Linked DNA regions of Sus scrofa: region 1 is linked to region 2. The links are chromatin contacts, called in public promoter capture Hi-C maps. All regions are on one chromosome and are shown on one strand. Each heading gives the region's core, a stretch centred on a gene start, on an enhancer-like site or on the middle of the called end of the contact. The rest is flanking DNA. Distances are from core to core; before and after follow the strand shown.

What was found. Promoter capture Hi-C pulls out the DNA fragments that hold promoters and counts their contacts.
Region 1: a contact with region 2 is called in a promoter capture Hi-C map of liver, with 4 times the contacts expected there. The contact joins the promoter of COX5B here to the promoter of LOC100524554 in region 2. A contact is called at or near these places in 1 of 5 promoter capture datasets (liver) and 1 of 47 Hi-C or Micro-C datasets (liver).

Annotation. Positions count from the first base shown.
Region 1 is chr3:56,628,407-56,635,145 of Sscrofa11.1, forward strand. COX5B (mitochondrial cytochrome c oxidase subunit Vb) reads right to left here and starts at 3,701. Exons shown (of 4, transcript NM_001007517.1): 1 at 3,584-3,701; 2 at 2,973-3,046; 3 at 2,701-2,800; 4 at 1,891-2,083. The coding sequence starts at 3,686. The coding sequence ends at 1,971.
Region 2 is chr3:55,672,641-55,680,209 of Sscrofa11.1, forward strand. LOC100524554 (cytochrome c oxidase assembly factor 5) reads left to right here and starts at 4,402. Exons shown (of 3, transcript XM_005655200.3): 1 at 4,402-4,620. The coding sequence starts at 4,522. It overlaps UNC50 (protein unc-50 homolog), which reads right to left and starts at 4,355. Exons shown (of 7, transcript XM_013987864.2): 1 at 4,207-4,355; 2 at 2,891-3,174; 3 at 2,721-2,792; 4 at 1,756-1,876. The coding sequence starts at 3,170.

The sequences.
Region 1 (6,739 bases), core at 2,451-4,950, 960 kb after region 2:
ATACAAATCTCTATTTATAAGGGGTATACTATACAGCATGAAGAATATGATCAATAAGATTATAAAAACTTTGTATGGGGATAGATGGTTATTAGACAAATGGTGATAATCATTTCACATTGTATGCAAGTATCAAATCACTGTAGTACAACTGAAACAATACAAATCATTTTAAATCATAAAGATACAAGGTGAGCTTGGAAATGAAGGAGGAAGACAGGACCAGACAATGATGTGGGGGGTCAGAAACCTACTCTAAGCAGCTTTGATTAGAAAAGGAGACAGTATACAAGGAAAGAAGTTGCAGGAGGTGGGCCAGACGGAAGGGCTTGGGGGCAGCACGAAGCAGTCTTCTTAACATAGTGACTAGCAAACTGTTGTTGATAAATAGCATTTAAGGTGGGAGTGGTAGGTGTTCTATTAACACCTAGAGGTGTTATTACCATCTAGATTTAATAGAGGTGTTCTATTAAATTAAATCTATTAACCTATTAAATTAAATCTATCCCTACCACTCCCACCTTAAATGCTATTTAGGTGTTTCTGGTCCCAAAGAGAACAGGCTTGAATGAAAAATAAATGCTTGGGCATTTCCTGGAAATGAGATGAGTCAGGAAAAAAAGCAGTTGCTTGTACCTTTGAGGTAAGACAACATGAAGAGCTTTTCTCTCCCATTATCAATTCAACTTAAATGTCTGGTTTGGATCAATTTTGTGGCAACAGTAACTAAAGCCACCTCTATGGCTAGTCCCACAACAAAATGGAAAAGTACTATCTCCATTTAACAAATAAAAATAGCTTTTGAGAACTTCATTGTCCAAGGTGCCAACAAGTATAAAGTGATTGAATTGGGGCTTTTGTTTCTCTCAAAATTTTGTGTTTTATTATGCTAAAGTTCAACAATACACAAAAGTAGAAAGAACAACCCCTCTTGCCCCAGGCTACAATGGATCAGACACACTCCAAACTACTTTCTTCCTTCTGTTTGTTTGAAGGCTGTACCCTCAGCATATGGAAGTTCTCCAGGCCAGGATAGAATCATGCCAAGGCTGCCAGATCCTTAAACCCACTGCACCAGGCCGGGGATGGTACCCAAACCTCTGCAGTGACCAGAGCCACTTCGGTTGGATTCTTAGCCCACTGCATCATGGCAGGAACTCCTTCCTCACTCTTTTAAAGCTGATCTTAGCCATATTTCACCTCAGTATGTATTGCTAAAGCATTAAAAAACAAAAAAATTCCGTAACACATCTAAAATTTAGTAAGCCCCTAAATCTTGGATTTTTTACAGTTGGTTTTTTTCAAATCAAGATTCAAACAGTCCACACATTGCTTTTGATTGGTATCTTCCTCATGTCCATTTCACTTGCTAAGTACTCCCCTTTTTTTTCTCCCTATAGTTTATTTGAAGAAACTGGTTGCTGGTTTCTAGAACTGTCCCATATTCTAGATTTTGCTGATGGCATCCTCATGAACTATGCTTTAAACCTGGGTCCCTTAAGACTTCAAAGCCAAAACTCTCCTCACAAGGCCACTCTGTCTTTAGAACAGCATAAGGACCTATCTGCCAGGCTCTTTATATACTCCTACAACCTTACAAGATACTTATCCTTTCTTTTTTTCTTTCTTTTTTTTAATGTGATCCATCCCAGAGAACATGTCCCCAGTGATAAAGCTAAATGATGGAGTGGAGCCAGTTCTACAAGTCCAGCCAGCCTGCTTCCACAGCCGGTTTGCCCCTTGCCAGGTGGTTCCTATCACTGCATTAGGGATTGGTAATCTCAGTGTACACAGTGGATGGCAAGCTAATACGAATAGACAACTACCTCTGATATAAGAATTACCCATACCCTTCTAGAAATACAGGAAAGAAAGAAGACCAGCCAGCCATGGGAGGAGGAGCCAGTGTAATGGCTAGTCTTTATTGGAAGAAACTTGCCAGCGCATCTTGAGTGTGTTAGTGCAGGGGCTCAGTGGGCCAGCTGGTGCGACACCAGCTTATAATGGGTTCCACAGCTGGGGCATCGCTGGGTCTCGCCTTTGTGCACCCAGAACCAGATGACAGTACTGTTGTCTTCTTCACCTGAAAGAACATAGGTGGTTGAAAGCTATCCAGCCTAGAAGAGGGGACTTTCAACATTAATCTCTTCTCTTCAGACACCTCTGAGACACAAAATTATGGCTGACACTGCCTAACAGGGTGTCTAGCAAAGGAGAAATACAATAAACACTTTCTAGATGAATACTCCTTCCTCATACTGCCTTTCCAATAAGGCAGTATTTTTTTCTTTTTTGCTATTTTTTTTTTTTTTATTAGGGCTGCACCTAATAAAAACAGCATATAGAAGTTCCCAGGCCAGGGGTCAAATCAGAGCTGCAGCTGCTGGCCTATGCCACAGCCCCAACACCAGATCCTTAACCCACTGAGCGAGGCCAGGGATCAAACCCACATCCTCATGGATATTAGTGTCTTGTTCATAACCCACTAAGCCGCAACAAGAACTCTCAATGAACCAATATTATTTATGTTCCAGGCCTCTCTCCCGTAAGGATCACCTACTCAAGCAGAGGGGTATGAGAGGGCCAAGACCCTTATAACAACTTATTTATACACACACAAAGCACAAGATATGAAAGAGCTTACAGACCTGTATAGTGGGCTATATTAAATGGGTAAGAAAATAGTGTTGAGGTACTTACAGATGCAGCCCACTATCCGCTTGTTGGTGATGGAGGGGACTAAATTAGGGTCTTCCTTGGTACCTGAGGCTGCCTTTGGGGCAAGTATATTGTATGGGTCCTGAAAAGACAAAATAAGAATCCATTATGCCAAATGACTCCTACCTTCTAGGGGTTAGCGGTATTGTTCCCACATGCCAGGTTTCCAGGATCAGTGAGGCCCAGAGAGGAGACTACTCTGATCCCATCCAAAACCATAAACTCCTAAGAAGACATATAAAGTTTCTCCTCACCAGTCCCTTGCGGGCGGCCATCATGACCTCCCTCTCCAGCCCAGTCGCCTGCTCCTCATCAGTAGGAACACCACCTGAAGAAAATATGGTAATTACCATGTCGTCTGAAATGATCACGATGGAAAATGCACATACGCAAACTGCTGCATATAGTTTTAGTGGGCTTATTGTCCCCTAAAGACCGGAGTCATGATACCCGAAAGTGGCAACATGGGGTGATCTTCACTTCCTTCGGCCACGGAGGCCGTTTTTCGACACATTTTTTTCCTAAAAGCAGGTTAATCAGAGTCCTAGTGGAATACATCCAACTTGAGATACGCGCGGGTCTAAGGAGGGGCTTAGCCCCACCCCCCATGTCCTGGCTGCAATCCCTGCCCATCAAGGTCATCTAGCATTTCAGTTAAGGATTCTTTGGCAGCGGGGTCAGTCTGGTGGTCGGCAGCAACGGCGGCCCAGGGTAACAGGGAGACGCCTGTGGAGCCTGAGGCCTTCGGGGCCAAGGGGCAGCCACTGCGGCCGCGAGGTACTGAAGGCTGTCCCCCGCCCCGCTGCCCCCACCACCCCGAGAGAGCAATGGCACGGGTCCCTGGCGCGCCGGGGGGGCCTAGTACCTCCAGATGCCATAGACCGCACAACGGCGACTCCATTGGGACCTCGGGCCCTCAAGGTCTGCGCGGCTAGCGCTCCAGCTCCACGGAGTAACCTTGAAGCCATCACGCCCGCTACAAATACCAGCACTTCCGGTAACAGGCTCCTGAGGTGCAGGGACTTCCGGGGGAGGGCTGCTTTCTGCGCAGAGTCCGCCTTCCGCTTCCTCCGGCCCCTAGACCGCCCCCCTCACGTGACTCCTCGGGGCGGCGGGGGGGGCGTTGGGGCAAGGCCTGCGCTTGCGCACCTGTGCCTCACTGCCCCGCCTTGCAGCCCCGAGGGCATGGAGGCGGTCACGGTTTCAATTGCAGGCTTCTGGGGGCTTTGCCCTTTAGTAACGCTCGGATTTGGTGCAACTCGTTTTACTTCCGTGGGACTCAGTGCCCCGCAGGTCAATGGAAAACCACGCTGGAGCCGATAGTTGTGCCGAGTAAACGTGGAGCCTGCTGACGGAAAACATTAAGCCTGCGTCGCTCAAGATACTTGCTGGATCCCAAAAGGTCCAAATTTAGGAGTAGGCTAGTTGTGGTGCTGGTTCACCTGGCCGTTTGTGAGCCACTGCGAACTTGTAACCCAGCCTAGGAGAACTTGAGCAGGAGCTCCCCGCAGTCCTAACGTCAGCTTCTTGTTACGGTGGTTTTGAGGTGATGAGGTTCAGGCCTGAGGCGAGGCTGGGGTGGCAGGGGAAGGGACGGTCAAATTGTGGGCCCTTCCTGGGAGCCAGGCCCTTGATGATATGGGGTAAGGTAAAGGGGTGGTTGCATTGGGAGGCTGTTAATTAAGAAGTTAAGGGAGGGAAGCAGGAAGCGGAGTTGGTGACGGGAAATGGAGCTCCAGCTCCAGAACGTACTGGGGCGAGTTCTCTTGTTTAAAACTGAAAACTTTTTGGCCTGTTTTTTGGTTTTGGCCCGGGTCTACAGCATGTGGAAGTTCCCCGGCCAGGGATGGAACCCATGCCAAAGGAGCGACCCAGGCTGCTGCAGTAGTACTGCTCGGTCCTTAACCTGCTGCACCACAAGAGAACTCCTAAAAGCTGAAAATGTCTTCTGTAGCCGCCCCCATTGCCCCGCAAGCTGAGGTGTGCAAGTTTCTGTAAACGCTGCCTTGTATGGATGGGCTCCTAGGAACTAGTTCCTGCTGTCGGTGTAGCCCTGTTACAGACTGGCTGCATGCAGCATCTTTTTCCCTATTGGGTAGAAAATTCTTTCACAACAGAAATTTTGCTCTATTCATCTTTGGATTCTCTGCCTTGCAGAGGTCTGACATATGGGATCAAGTAAGTTTTAGTAAGTTTAATTCTTGGTGAGAATATACAGAATCAGTATTGAGGGCCTCTCCTGGCCCATTGAGGTAAATTTGAGGTAAATTGGGAAGGGTTGAAATCCCAGGTATTCCCACTCGTACTGTGCAGGTTATATTTTCCAAAGGATCTGGTGGAGCATTCCTTCACATGAGCACAGCTGGTCTTTGTGGCTGCCCCTCCATCAAGAAGAAAATCATCTGTAAAGCCAAAGATGGTTTTGTTTTTTTTCCCTGGTCTTGTGGAAGTTCCCAGGCCAGGGATCTGGTGGCCTATGCTACAGCTGTAGCAATGCCAGGTCCTTAACCTGCTGTGTCACAAGGCAACTTCTGGCCAAAGATGACTTGATCCTCTTTAAAGGTGGGCTTTGCTTTGAATGGCTTCCGCTGTTACTCCCTTCACCCTTACCTTCACTGCAACCCCTCCAAATTAAATTGGAAAAGAATTGCTGTAAGTCCTAGCAATGTTCCCCAAGAATCTGTAGTTGATTTGTACCTGTGCTTAAATGTTTAATGCTAGAAAAAAAAGCATCTGGTCTTGGGAACAGGTGTTCTGGGATGGAAACCCACCAGCTAACTCAACCTTTTTTTTCTTTTGGACTCCATTTCCCCGTCTTAATTGACCACTCTTCCCTAAGAAACACCTACTAACCCGACTCTCAGCAGACTAGTGAGAAATTCAGTTCTGCCTGATCATAAGATGGCTTATGGCTATAAAGTGGAAATAGAGTTTAGGCTTGTTTCTCGATCTCCCAGGAGCCTTGCCTAATTGCCTGGGATTATTCAGCCTATGCAGGTGAGCTCCAGTAGTGAGGCCAGGTTCTGGGCCAACCGAACCCACACCCTGCTGCCTCCCAGCTCCTACCACCCTCCCCTTGCACCCATATCCCTGAACGTCTCCTTGAGAAACAATTTGGCTTAGAAAACAGTCTCCCACTGCTTCCTGCTCCATCATCTTTGCCAAAACCGTAAACTTGTATTGAGTATTATTTTTTACTTTTGTGGAATAAATCTTAGTGGTCAAAACAAATGCTCATTGTAATAAGTCAGACAACATATATGTTTAAGGAAAATGTTAATTGTTAACAGTTTTGTGTTTATCTTTTTTTCTCCTTTGTATCTGCCAGAGTTTTTCAACTTTAGTGCCATTGACATCTTGGACTGGAAAATTCTTTGCAGGATGTTGAGGGGGGAGGTGCTTTCCTGTGTGCATTACAGGATGTTCAGCATCTATGTCATTAGCACTCCCCAGTGGTGACAACCAACAATTTCTTCAGCCATTATCACATGTCCCCCGGAGGGCAAAGACATCTCTGATTGAGAATCATTACTCCTTTTGCCTATAGCTATTTTCGAACAAATGCCCATAGATGGCCTGTTTCTTAAAAATATACAGAAATGTAGGAGTTCCCGTCGTGGCTTAGTGGTTAACAAATCCGGCTAGGAACCATGAGGTTGCAGGTTCGATCCCTGGCTTCACTCAGTGGGTTAAGTATCCAGCATTGCCGTGAGCTATCGCAGCTCGGATCCCGCATTGCTGTGGCTCTGGTGTAGGCCATCGGCTACAGCTCCAATTGGACCCCTAGCCTGGGAACCTCCATATGCCGCAGGAGCGGCCCTAGAAAGGCAAAAAGACAAAGAAAAAAGAAAAAAAATATATATGTATATATAAATGTAAATATAAAATAGAAAAACATCACTGCTCTACAGATTATGAGTAAGTTGCTTGTTCCAATTTAAAATATTTTGTGGTTGGAGTTCCCATTGCGGTGCATCGGAAATGAATCTGACTAGGAACCATGAGGTTTTGGGTTCAATCC
Region 2 (7,569 bases), core at 3,152-5,651:
CCCATCTGCCTAGACACCGCCTCATGCTGGCTTCTGTGATGCCTCTGGGATGACTGAAATTACTAAGTATTACTTCTATTTCTACTTCCTCACACAATTCACAGCATAATGTAGTTTCTCAAAAATATACTGAGTCCTTTTCCATTTAATTCAAATTATGGTGCAGATTCATACTAAAGGCACTAAACTCCCGGTTTCTGTGGCCCTGCAGATTCAATGCATTCAGGGCAGAATGCCAGCAACAGGCTATTTGTTTGAAAGCTTTATTGAAATTTTTCATATACCTTGTTTTTCACGAATATTTTGATAATGAATATATGACCTACATTAGTTAGTAGTATTCCTTTTTTATTTTGGTCACACCTGTGGCATGCAGAAGACAGAAGTTCCTGGGCTAGGATCAAGCCCAAGCCACAGCACTGACAAATTCTTAAGCCCTAGGCCACGGGAGAGCTCTAGCAGTGTTCTCTTGAGGCCAGATTTTAGAATTTCAGATCAATGATGTGCTGGATGCACTTACCACGTATAAAACCTATACTCTACTAGTCAGGTTATAAAGCAAAGTCAGAGGTTGGTATCGTCAGAGGTTAGTGTCTCAGAATCCTGCTTAAAATAATGACAGCTATCATTTACTGAGCGCATACTATCTGCCAAGGTGCTTTTCAGACCACAGTCATCTCAAATACCTTACAAATAGATGATTAGTGCCATCCCCCAAGACAGGAAATGGGGACTAAGGAGCTCACAGTAAGTGACTCAGCTGGCACTGGAACCCAGGTCTACGACCCCGGGTTCTAGCATTTTCTCTGATATACAGGCACCACCACTGGCCCCCTGCTGAGCTGGCTGGCACATCCACACCCTAAGCCCAGCATGCCAACCACACAGGAGCACTGCCCAGGGAGCAGACTGAAGAAACCAAACACTAGCTGTATACTCAGCATACTACCATTTTCACAGCAAACCTGAAGTCTGACAGAGAACCCGGTCAGTAAAACCTGCATGTGTGTCTCAGCAGGAAGGCACTGAAAGTTTAATAATAATTTAAAAAAAAAGGGAGTTCCCGTTGTGGCGCAGTGGTTAACGAATCCGACTAGGAACCATGAGGTTTCGGGTCTGATCCCTGCCCTTGCTCAGTGGGTTAACGATCCGGCGTTGCCGTGAGCTGTGGTGTAGGTTGCAGACGCGGCTCGGATCCCGCGTTGCTGTGGCTCTGGCGTAGGCCAGTGGCTACAGCTCCGATTGGACCCCTAGCCTGGGAACCTCCATATGCCGCGGGATCGGCCCAAGAAATAGCAACAACAACAACAAAAAAAGACAAAAAAAAAAAAAAAAGTCCTTTTTCAAGTGCACTTCACTTAATGTCCAAGGTTCAAAGTCAGATGCCATGACACAACCCTCATCTTACACATCTAGAAGTGACCCATGGACAAACGCAGCAGGAAATTGTGCCATCATCCAGACAACTTAAGCAGAACTGGCTAACTGCGTCTTATTTTTACAAAATCAGGGATTGTGTTAATATGACACAATCATTAGTTTGATTCACTTATTTGCTGCACTTTGACAAGGCAGATCCTTAGAGAACTTTCTGATGTAGGAACTGACACAGGAGGACAAGTTATAATGACCTTGGCTGCCAAAATGAGTGCTTTCAGTTCATCTATCTTGTTTCAATTTCCATTGGTTACTCTCTGAGGCGAGCCAACAGAGGCTCTACAGCAGCATCTGAAAAACCGAAGTTATGGTACTCACCACATTAACGTTGATATGAGCAGACCGACGCCTACGCAGTCTATGAACACAACCCAAAGGAGCAGCTTTATTGTCTCAAAAAATCCCATGTCCAGCACAAAGCCAAATCCTATAGTGGACACTGCAAGAAAGATTTATGAAATTCATTCAGGCACTGTGCTAGGTTCTGTGGATACAGGGCTTGTCTCTGCCTTTCAGATCCCAAAAGTATGTAATCAAAACCCCAAAAGTGTGTTTGATGTAACTGATTAAGAAATGCAGATCATCTGGGAACACAGAAGGGCCAACTGAGATATGTGAATTTTACCGAGGCCGCCCCCATCTGTCTATGGTTCACCAGAGTAGCCCCAATATACAGAACACCACCAGTGCTGAAAAGGCATGCATATACTCAAGTCCAGTTAGAGGTGAAAAAAATCCAACACCCCAAAGGTGGTTCAGACCCTTCCACTGTACCACAAGAGAACTTAAAAGTAGTTTCTCGAGTTCCCATCAGTGCTTTTACAACTCCCACTCTGCACTGGGCTGACCGCAAAATGCAATCTCTAAGCTCAATAGTCCTTTTTCACAGGAAGTTTGCATTTGGGTACCAGTTTCTTTATCATGGTAGTTGAAAGACATGGAACGGAGTGCCCGTTGTGGCGCAGTGGAAACAAATCCGACTAGTATCCATGAGAATTCGGGTTCAATCCCTGGCCTCACTCAGTGGGTTAAGGATCTGGCATTGCCATGAGCTGTGGTATACGTCACAGACGTGGCTCGGATTCTGTGTTGCTGTGGCTGTGGTGTAGGCCAGCAGCTGTAGCTCGGATTTGACCTCTGGCCTGAGAACTTATGTATGCCTCAGGTGCAGCCTTAAGAAAAAAAAAAAAGACATGGGGTGACTCTGTCCTCTGCTTTTCAAAGTTCTGAGGAAACAGGTTACTCTGGCATCTGCTTGGGACCTTCAGAACCAGGAAGAATACCACTTTCCGTCTTGTGAGATTTGTGAGGCTCCAGAAAGGCAGAAACAGTTTCAGAGATCCTCAAATTGTGACCTGTGACATGATGATAACAAAAGACTCTCGAAATGACAAGTCCGACCTGAAAGACTCAATTTATTCTTTAACTTTATTGCAAAAAAACTAACACTTACCACAGAGCCAGACACTTAATAGGACCAAGAAAGCAGGGTCATCTCTGGCCCACTGATCCTTTGTCTGCTTTCGGTAATGGAAGTTTCTGTAAACTCTCTGTGGGGACGTGAACAGGTAGAGCATTTGCCAGGCTGCAAACTCAAAGTCCATTTGCCGAAAACGAAAAAGCCTGCGCAGGTATTTGTAGCGTTTTGCTCCAGCTGTGTGCCTCGCTGCATCCCTGGAATTCAGTGCTCCATTCCCCTGGGATAGGGAATTCACTGAAGTACTTGGTAACATCTTCCTAGATGGAAGAGAAAAAACTCTTTTACAAGTTATCCGAAGGAATGGCTGGCTAGCACCCCTCTTCTGAATTATTTAGGTGGGAGATCACTTTACATTTGGGCTCGGATCCTTAAGAAGAGGGCTTAAAAGGGGATGCAGGTGGTTTTGAGGCCGGTTTGGGGGCTGGAGAACTGATTACACTTCAGGCAAGGGCTGCCCCACGCCCTTCTGAACTGTTACACGGTCCATCCATTCCCCACACTTCGCTTCCCTAGATCCTCAACCACGGTCCCAGCGAGCTACTGCTGAGAGCGACAACGGAGGCGCTGGAGGATGAAGTGACCCTCTTAAGAGCAGAGCTAGTGTTGGAAACAAACTTCCAACTCACGTACTCTGGCTCAAAATTCCACCCTTCAATTTTTGCTCTTAACCAACTAAGGCTTTTAGGGGAAAGCCTTTGCTTAAGCCAAACAGAAACCATGTTATGGACGAGGTAAAATAAATGCCCTATCAGACAGGTCCATCAGTGTATAACCAGCACGTAATTCATTCCCTAGAATGTGATGTCAAAACAAACCAAAACTCCAAAGTAAGTGGTTTAGGTGGGGAATGACAGCGTGGGAGTCCAGCCCCCACGCTCCGTGCCAGCAGCTCAGTGCCCAGTTTCACGCCCCAGGCCACCGGGACGCCAGCAGCGCCTTCCAGGCCCAGCTGCTTCCCGCTGACCCGGGCCGCGGATAGAACGGCCAGATTAAGCATAAAAACACTGGGCGCCCAGTTACATCTGGATTTCAAATACAGGAGTAATTTTTAGTATAAGCAGGTCCCAAACACTACGTGGCACATACGCATAGCAAAACATTACTGAATTATCTGAAATTCAACTGTAACTGGCCTCCTTGATTTTGCCTGGCAGTCCTACCACAGGCCGAGCAGCCGGACCTGGGCGCGGTCACTCTAGGGCCAGGTGACCCAGGGCAGTGAGACGGCAGAGGAAAAGGCCCGGGGCGAGCCCAAGACGTGCGCGGAACCGACGATCGGCAGGTCTCACCTAGAGCCCCGCGGCGACCTCCACCCGCTCCAAACTGACCCAGCACATCCGCGCAGCAGCCGAGCTCAGCAGCCGCTGGACCAACTTCCCTTTCAGCAACGTCGGCGACGCTGGAGGCGCACCACGTCACGTGACCCAGTTTCGCCGCGCGTGCGCAAGCGCGGCCTCTGGGTCTCGCCCTCCAAAGCGCGCTCGCCGGAAGTGGTTGCTGCCGGCTTCCGGTTCCGCCCTGTGCGGGGTCGCTGGCGTCTTACCGTGTCGGGCTCGGTTGCAGACTCGTGTGTGTCCCGGCCGCGGCGGGCGGGAGGCGCGGTCATGCCTCGGTATTACGAGGACAAGCCGGAGGGCGGCGCGTGCGCGGGCGTGAAGGAGGACCTGGGCGCGTGTCTGTTGCAGTCGGACTGCGTGCTCCAGGTAGCGCGGCCGGGGGCTCGGGGTGACCGAAGCCCGAAGCGGGAGGCGGGGCCGGCGAAGGGCCCCGCTCAGGCCGCTGGCGGTTAAAAGACGTGCCTCTGAGTTCTCCGACCTGGGTATTGAGCGCCGCAACAACTTAATGAATTTGGGCAAATCCGCTGTCTAAGCCTCACTTTCCAACGGTGTGAAATTGGAGATAAAGATACCTCCCTATTGGTTTTTGTAAAAGGGAAACCGTTTCAGTTGCGAAAATAGGCATTGAATGCTGCCACTCTGCTAGGTTTTGGAGGCATGAAGGAGAATAGACAGGTTTCCTATTCAACTGATAAGAATCAGTAAGTTAGAGCTTGGCACACTGTGTTGGCTAGTAGCTTCGTTTTTCTCTGTTCAGTTGTGGCTGAAAAGATACTATGTTTTGCCTTGTGTTGGTTAGAATTTGTTGTTGAGCTGGAGTTCCGTGCACTCCTGGGTAAGTTGTAAGCGCCTTTTCTCCACTTTGTATCTTAGAGCTCCCCCTACTGCTGGTTTTGTGCGGTAATGGAAGGTTATTCTCAGGTTTTTCCGTCACTACAGCCACAGCTCTTCTCAGGAGCCAATTTGAATGCAGTGGGTTTCAGAGCTGACGGGGGAGCTGGGTTCTGGCCTGAAAACCAATTAAAGCACAAAAACATTTTCCAATTAAAACAGCCTGGTGAGAGGGTAGTCAGTAATTATTTTTGCATTTGGAGATATGATTTCAGAAAGTTGCCCTCGGAGTTCCCATTGTGGCTCAGCGGGTAACAAACCCGACAAGTATCCTTGAGGCTCGGGTTCCATCCCTGGCCTTGCTCATTGGGTTAGGTATCCGGCGTTGCTCTGAGCTGTGGTGTTGGTCCCGGACTCGCCTCGGATCCTGTGTGGCTCTTGATTCGACTCCTACCCTGGGAACTTAAGTGTGCCACTCGTGGGGCCCTTAAAAAAAAAAAGAAGAAGAAAAAGGTTGCCCTTATTTCAAAGAAAAAAATAACTACCCCCAGAGGTTATATCAGGTGTTTCTACTGATTTCTGCTTTACGTTTGGTTCCCTGATTGGGGCGGTTGGCCAGACTGGCCTCCCGGTGTCTGGTAAAACTTCAGAGCAGATATGAATGTAAGAGATTATCTGTACAACTTGGTCATTCAGCTGAGGAGACTGAGGTGCCCTGTCCCCGGCTGTTTCCTTCCTGCTGCTTCATTGGTGCATGTATTCAGGCAGCTCCTAGTAAATACCTACTAAGTGGCAGCAATTATACCAGGCACAGGTGATGCAGAGATGAATTAGTTACAATCACTACCTGCATCGGCTTGGTCTGATGGGAAGAACAGATGTGTAAGGGGCTAACTTCCTGTGATAAGGGTAATGTAAGCAATTAGGAAATCTTGTTTAATGGGTAGGGGAGGAAAATGCCTTGGGCACCCAATGGAGAGCAACTTACTTGGAATTTGGAAACTTGTCACGGATGAGGTGATATTTGATCTGAGCCTTAAAGATTGAGTAGTGGTTTATTAAGTAAAGGAGTGGGGGCTGTGGAGGTTGTGGGGAGAATCTGAGAGAACAGCATTGCAGAAACAGGGAGGTGTGGGGGCGCTATGGGGAGCTGGCGCCATGCTGGCCTGTAGCCTGGGCAACGTGACCTGAGGCTTGAGTGGAAGGTCACCATGTGTGAAGGCTCTTGTGTGTCAGAGTGAGGAGCTCGGGCACAGAGCAGGACTGAGGAAGGAAACTCTGGAAGTGGCAGAGGAATACTGGTGGCTAGGAGAATAGGAAGTTGGTTTTTTGCCGTGACTGGTTGATTTAGCAAACATTTGAGTGACAAGTCTAATTCAGAGGGCACACAGCTGAATGGGACACATTTGCCTCTATGTAGTAATGGGATCTCTGGGAAGCTTGAAAGCTGTAGGCAGAGATAAGGACCAGGACACATGGCACAGACATTACTTTCCCCCATTGAGTGTGTGGCCTTTTTGTTGCTGAATTGGGTTGACTAGGAGAATGTGATGTTTAAAACAGTCTCTTAAATGGAAATGCATTTATAGTTTGTTAAATTCATCCTGAATGGTCACTTCAGCTGGACTATAAAAGGGCAATACTGAGGCAGTTCTTGTTATGCAAATCCAGGTTGATAGCCTGCCTTCTTGGATGGTGTCACTGGCAGCTCCAGCCCAGCACTTCCTACTAAGGATACATGACCAAGGGAGGTTCTGCTGAGGTTTGTGCCTGCTCTTGTATGGCCACCTAATTTATGATACATACGGTTTTTCGATTCTTCAGCTCCCTGAATAAAGAATTACTGTGATCTCTCGGCAGATGATACCAAAGTCTCTCCTGGACAGTCTATCCCACCTGAAAAGCTGCTGGACCATGTGTTAGGGAGGAATTCAATATAAACTGTTTAGTTCGAGGGCTGCAGTGAGAGATAGTCAAGGAAATAAAGGGGCTCAGAGAAACTCAGGGTAATGGTGATAGGGATGTAAACTCCAGTGGGGCTGGAGAAGAGAAGCAAGGAAAAAGCAGGTTCAAAAGGCATCTCTTGGAAAAACGTCTTTGATCTCACAGGATTTTATGACTCCTGGGAGATCAAACAAGTTAAACTATGCCCAAGGAACTCAGTTACAAGTTAACTCCTTTCTGTCTCCATTAACAGCTTCCAGACCTTTGGCTTTTCATCACAATCACCTGTAGATGGGGGTGGAGCACTTAAAAGTACAAATTCCTGGAGTTCCCATTGTGGCTCAGCGGTAACAACCCAACTGGTGTCCATGAGGATTCAGGTTCGATCTCTGGCCATGCTCAGTGGGTTGAGGATCTGGTGTTGCTGTGAGCTGTGGTGTATGTCACACGGCTCAGATTCTGTGTTACTAAGGCTGTGGTGTAGGCCAGCAGCTACAGCTCTGATTAGACCCCTAGCCTGGGAACTTCCATATGCCATGG